Linked DNA regions of Cyprinus carpio: region 1 is linked to region 2. Evidence: chromatin contacts called from public Hi-C data. All regions are on one chromosome and are shown on one strand. Each heading gives the region's core, a stretch centred on a gene start, on an enhancer-like site or on the middle of the called end of the contact. The rest is flanking DNA. Distances are from core to core; before and after follow the strand shown. Region 1 holds the start of dennd6aa (protein DENND6A). Region 2 overlaps LOC109063316 (sarcolemmal membrane-associated protein-like).

Region 1 (3,082 bases), core at 444-2,943, 50 kb before region 2:
TATGATGATTCATTATCAAAGTTGGAAAACAGTTCTGCTGCTTAATATTTTTTCAGAAAATGTGATACTTTTTTAGGATACTTTGATGAATAAAAAGTAAAAAAAAAAAAAAAAAAAAAAAAAAAAAAGAAGCTATGTTTTTTAAAAAAAAAAATATTTTGTAATAACAATATACACTACTGGTCAGTAATTTGGGGTCAGTAATTTTTCTTTCTTTCTTTTTTTTAAATAAAATCAATACTTTTATTCAGCAAGGATGTGTTAAATTGATAAAAAGTGATAGTAAAGAAAATATATTATTAGAATATATATTATTGGAATTTTTTTATTTTGAAGAAATGCAGTTCTTTTTAACCTTTTATTCATCAAATGTATTAGACAGCAGAAACTGTTTTCCAACACTCATAATAAATCAGAATATTAGAATGATTTCTAAATGATCATGTGATAGACTGGATGTTACATGTGACACTGAAGGCTGGAGTAATGATGCTGAAAATTCCGCTTTGCTTCAAAGGAATAATTTTTTTTTTTAAGTATATTCAAATAGAAAAACTATTATTTTAAGTTGTAATAATATTTCACAATATTACTGTTTTTTCTGTATTTTTGATCAAATAAATGCAGGCTTGATGAGCAGAAGAAACTTCTTTCAAAAACATTAAAAATAGTAATGTTTCCAAACTTTTGGTCTGTACTGTACATTAATGATCACTATGAAAAGTGCTTCTGACATGCTCACTTATTAATAAACTTACACTCCATTAGCTTTCAGCTTACCGTGTGATCTAAACTTTTAGGAGTCAAACATGTTAAAAGTTTAGGCTATGTAGGTTTAAATCTACAGCTGACAAACATCTGTGCATCAACTGTTTATTATTTACAACAGATACAGGAAGAACCATAAAACCTTAAAAACAGTGAGGAAATGCAGTTTACCTGAATTGGAGTCTGGGAATGACAGATAGCATATACTTGTTTTCTGAAATGAGAAAAACAAAGAAACAGCTAAATATTTTAAAACTGACCATCTATATCCATGGTTGAAACTTACAGGATAATGTAAAACAACAGTTACCTCTTTTTCAGTGAGTTTGGAGTGGTGTGGGTAAATCACCTGCAGCAGAAAAAATGTGAAATATGAAAATATTTCTAATAATATACATTATTTATTATTTTTGATGACTCAACTACTTTTGTTAGCCACTGATGCTAGCAGTTTTTCCATTGACTTCCACACAGATAACGTTAGCCGCCTAGCAGGCCAGCTCACAGATGACAAGTAAGCAGACACTATGATTTATACAGTACTAATCTGACAGTCTGCTGTACCTCCACAGCTTGCCCGAGCTCCAGATCGAAGCCGACCACACAGATGCAGTGGAGCCAGGAGGAGAAGCGGTCCCATGGCAGCAGTAGCGGCTCCTCTACCGCCGGAGGCCCATCGACGGGCATCTCCTCCGCCGGAGAAACTCTCATATCTTCCGGCTCCTCGAGCTGCTCGTCCGGTGCTTCAGACCCCTGAGAGGCCATGGCGATACCCTCCGTCGGTCCAGGAGTGATCGGACTCGGTTTAATTTGTGAAAGCTGGAGGAACTTGAGCTGTGCAAACACGTCCAGGGTGAAAGGGGCGGAGCTTGCGTCAACAGCGTGCTAACGTCATGAGCGAGGTCAATATTTTTTCGGGAGCGCGCACGCAGCCACGGTGTGTCTTTTATTTATCTTTTAGTTTGATGAGTTCGAGCGGTAAAAATGTATGTATTTGATTTGATGTGTTATTACAAAAATACCATATACATGAAAAAGTATGCTCTCTGCAAACTACATTTACAACAAAAAAATTTAACAACACTTACAACAATCAATAAACAAACTAAAAAAAAAAAAAAAAAAAAAAAACAGAAACTATGTACCTTTTTAATAGCACCGATATTTTTGTTGCTTTATCTCTGTTGTCAATAATGTTGTAAATAATTCAAATTAATAGATTTAACTGACAAAAGGACTACTTTTTTGTTTATATATATATATATATATATATATATATATATATATATATATATATATATATATATATATATATATATTATATATATATACACACACACACACATATATATGTATATATATATATATATATATATATATATATATATATATATGTGTGTGTGTGTGTGTGTGTGTGTGTGTGGTATATATATATATATATATATATATATATATATATATATATATATATATTTATATATATATATATATATACTATAGCAACCCCCAAGGTTAATTGCTTAGTGTAATTTGGCCAATAAACATAAATTCTGATTATAGCTAATTATAGTACAGAATGAAAAAACCTTATAATCCTTTCTGAATTCCATCTTTGCATGATTATGTTTAATGTCATTTATTTAATGCGATAATATAATTTTTAGGTCAAATGTGGTTTGGTTTCATCTTAAGACTATTGTAGTTGTACGTTTCTGTGGCACACTTGTTAAAAATAATAAAAAGGTTAGGATCTGTTGTCTATTTTCAATCAAATGAACAGAGCAGAATGGAGTTCATAGTGGCCTGGCACTGTAACGTCATATATAGTCACAGGCATCACTGAACCGCACCATTGTTTGCATATAGATGTTCCAACAGTGATCACTTAATTACTTCTTATGGGACAAGACAAAGCAATTGGATTAGCCTGAGCAAGACATTAGAGTCAAATCAGCACACTCCATTTGGTATGACAGATGTTCAGTGTAATTTAGTCCACAGATTCCAAGTCCAAACAGAGGGACAGGGGGTGGAGTTAGCTTTACAACCCTCTCCTCATTTCTGAAACAAAAATACTTTCCAGGGATGGTTCTGAACTCCATAAATAACTTGTAATGTTAACTGGGAGCCTAGAAGTACCTTCCAAAGGCTTTGATTTTGCCAATACGCATATGTTTATGTGCTGTCTGTGTTTGCTAAGTGAGCTGTTTGGTCAATGAATAATAAGTAAACTCTTCCAGTTTGGCATCATTAGGTACTTACTGGATTTTTTAAATGGATAAATTGAGCCAGATAGTGAAGGAACTCCTTCAGT
Region 2 (3,494 bases), core at 838-3,337:
CTTTTGTTATTTTGATAAATGTATAATTTCAAATTAAAAATAAAAATCTATAGATATTTTTGAACTCATCAACATATTTATTGATATTTTTGAACTCAGCATCATCAAATTAGGTCACATTAGGCCTTTTTTGGTTTGTTTCAAAATGCAGGGCTATACATTTGTATTTTTTCGCATTTGAAATTAATTTAAAGTCTTTTGGGTGTGCGATATGATGATTTCCACTGATGCGTTTCATTCGCCTGCTGCTCTGACGTACGCTTTTTCTGAAGCGTGCACACTAAAAAGCCTGTCAAACAGCACCTGATTACTGGACTAAGTTATCTTTTGCACTAATACTGTCTAAACACACAAGGTTTACATATAGACTCAGTTGGTTATCTCTAAAATGAAAGCAAACAGTTGAGAGAAAAATGGATATGTGCCTGTATGTTTGACACGTGCAGCTCTTAAAGGGACAGTACTAAACATGCTGCCGACTGTCATTAAAGGCATAATTCACCCTAAAATTTAATTTCTGTAATTATTTACTCTCACATGTTGTCCCAAACCTGCATTAATTTCTTGCTTGTGCTGAACACAAAAGATGATATTTTGAAGAATGTGGGTAACCAAACAGTTGCTGGTCTACATTGAATTTGATAGTAGGAAAAATAAATACTATGGAAGATGCTGTGGACCAGCAACTGTTTGGTTTTCCACATTCTTCAAAATAGCATTTATGTTCAGCAGAAAAAAGAAACTCACTCAGGCTTAAAACAAGATTTGTGAGTAAATGATGGTATAAAAATTATTTTTGGGTGAATTATTCCTTTAATGTTAATAAAACAACAAAACACAAAGGGAAAAATCACTCACTACTCTTGACTGAAAAACTTTAATACAGTTGCTTTAATAGGAATCAATCTATATAGTGTTTTGTTTTTATTTTTGTTCATTCATTTTCTTGAATGCTCCTGCTAAATACACATATTGTACCTGGAAATTAAACCCTGTTTTATTTGTATATGTATTTGTAATGTGTATTTTTGTTCTCATTTTTTAATTACAAAGATAGAATAATGACAAAGATTTTTATCTTTGCCCACTTTGGCCTAAATATCTGCCATTCATTTTTTTATATTTTGTTAGCTTGAAAGGCTCTGTCTTTATAATAGGGAAATTAGTTTGGCTGTAATGCTCAGACAACTCGCAAAAAAGTAAACCTAACATGACATTTATTTCTAAAAAGAAATAAAAAAAAAATTGTGATTTGATATTTTTGCCATATAGCCCACCCCTAGTGAAGCTAGAGGATTTTTTTCCATATGCAGTTCGTTAAATATTATCTGAGTAAATCTTGTTTTTAGAGTGCATGCTAGTGGTTTCTAAATCTTTCTGTGGTGTTGTACATTCAACAAGCAATTCACCGTGAACAAATTACTCTTATGAACTGGTTCTTTTTAACTCAGAAACATTTTCAAATCAGTGTTAAATTCAAAACTGGGTTTGAATCTGACTCTGTAAATTATTCAAAACCATTATCGAGTTCAAAAATCATTTTAAACCAAGAAACATTCGTTATTTAAATATTATTTTTTCCATTAGGATCATCAGTGATTGTTCAAAGTCATCGATTGTTCGGATGACATCTTATTAAAAATGTATATTTACAGCAGACATACGTAATAAAATAATAAATAGTGTTAACAAAAAAAAAAAAATCCAAGTACTTCAATTTTACAGAAATATCATTGGCTGTTGTCTAGCATTGTGAAGCACAGTCGAATAGACTGTCCGTGACATGCTGGAAATGTAAAATGGAAAGACAGATCAACCCCCCCCCCCCTTTTAAAAGGAAGAAATATGCAGTCATCTTTTTCAAGTGATTTTGTTATTTGGAGGTTAAAATGTGTTTTGGTGTTGATTGTCTATTTAAGCGCCTCATTCCAGATCTAGTGAAATGCTGGCTTATTTTCTGACTTTCATTCATCTTGTAATGAACAAAACATTGTTTAGCATTTGCTTTGGTTTGTACTTCTCCGACCTTGACACGGATTCTTAACAAAAACACTCTTGCATGCCGTCTGTTCTCACTTCACCTTCAGCTGACTTGGATTTTCTCTATTCCCGAGGTTTTTCACTCACACCAGCATGCGTCCTGAGCTTCCACTGATGCTTTTCATGTATCATTTTTTGCTTTGTTCTGTATGTATGGAAAAAACTACAAATGCAATTTTGCTGCTGATACTGTATTTAGTTGGGCTGCATCAGTGTCATATAATGACTGAGATTTGATATTTAATGCTAAATATTTAAAGACAGAAACTGAAATGCTTTTTCTCTTTTTTAACCAGCGGTGAGGCAGCTGAAGGAAGCGGTGGACTCATCTATTAACAAGCTGTCCAACTTTGACGGTAAGAGCACAGATAGTGTTTTTATCGATTGATTTGGAAAGACACTAAGGCCGTTTTCACTCTTTTGAGGTTCATTTGAGGTGTACCATTCATGGACTCGAGAATGGAGCAGAAACCTGACATGTTTTCCTGTTTTATTCCACAGAAGTCATTGATGCACATCTTCAGAATAACCAGACGACAGTGGACAACAGCTTGGCCAGTCCAGACAGGCTTAAAGGTATTATCACATTTCTGTCACTTTCATCAAAGTTTAATCAAGTTTCTTTCTAGATTAAGCTTGGTTATTGGGAACATCACGCTGGTATGATGCAATCTGATGGCAATGGAGGCACATGGTTTCACCCTGACCTCTATTTAAAACCAAATTAAACAACTGCGCTCTCTGGGTGGCAGGAACGAGCATTATGGTTATTTTTAGCATCCTCAAAGAGCATGACCAGGTCAGGGTCATTACTGTAATGAGCTCTAATAAGATCATCATCATCATCATCAGTGAAGTTTAAGCTATCTGTCTATCATTATTATTATTATTAAAATAAGAGTAGGTATACTACTTGTTGTGAATTTAATTTACATTTAAAAGAGTTTAAATCAGTTGAGCCTAATAATAATAGTAGATAAGGCAAGGCAAGTCAAGGCATATTATTTCTAAAGCACATTTAAAACAGCAGCTGCTGACCAAAGTGCTGTACAATCTAAAAACGTAAAATGAAAAATAAAAAACCCAATAAAACAGATAGAGCAGATTGTTCCACAGTCATGGAGCCGCAACAGAGAAAGCACAATCTCCTTTTAACTTCAAACGTGCCCGTGGGACAGTCAGCAACAAACTGTTTGAGGACCTTAAGGGACTAGAACATTTCCGGTGGACAATAAGATCAGAAATGTATTGTGGAGCCTGGCCATTCAGCCCCTTATACACATACCATAAAACCTTAAATTTAACATGGTATTCAACTGGCAGCCAATGAAGAGAAGCCAGAACAGGCGAGATGTGTTCCCTCTTTCTAACTTCAGTAAGAAGCCTGGCGGCAACATTTTGTACCAATTGAAGCCGAGACAGAGAGGATTTAGTTACACCAAGATACAGGGAGT

Evidence for each region. Hi-C and Micro-C count contacts between places; a contact is called where the count stands out from the background.
Region 1: a Hi-C map of red blood cells shows a contact between it and region 2, with 2.8 times the contacts expected there. The contact joins the promoter of dennd6aa here to the enhancer-like site in region 2. A contact is called at or near these places in 6 of 8 Hi-C or Micro-C datasets (liver, red blood cells and skeletal muscle).

Annotation. Positions count from the first base shown.
Region 1 is chrB11:22,309,847-22,312,928 of ASM1834038v1, reverse strand. It overlaps dennd6aa (protein DENND6A), which reads right to left and starts at 1,693. Exons shown (of 19, transcript XM_019075506.2): 1 at 1,333-1,693; 2 at 1,079-1,117; 3 at 940-982. The coding sequence starts at 1,533.
Region 2 is chrB11:22,260,239-22,263,732 of ASM1834038v1, reverse strand. LOC109063316 (sarcolemmal membrane-associated protein-like) reads left to right here. Exons shown (of 23, transcript XM_042734612.1): 13 at 2,337-2,396; 14 at 2,542-2,616. Among protein-coding and RNA genes, the nearest start is that of LOC109063319, 26 kb to the right of the region's middle. Within about 2 kb of position 2,087, at least 1 of the 8 cell types and tissues checked has an H3K27ac peak or open chromatin away from gene starts, as enhancers often do.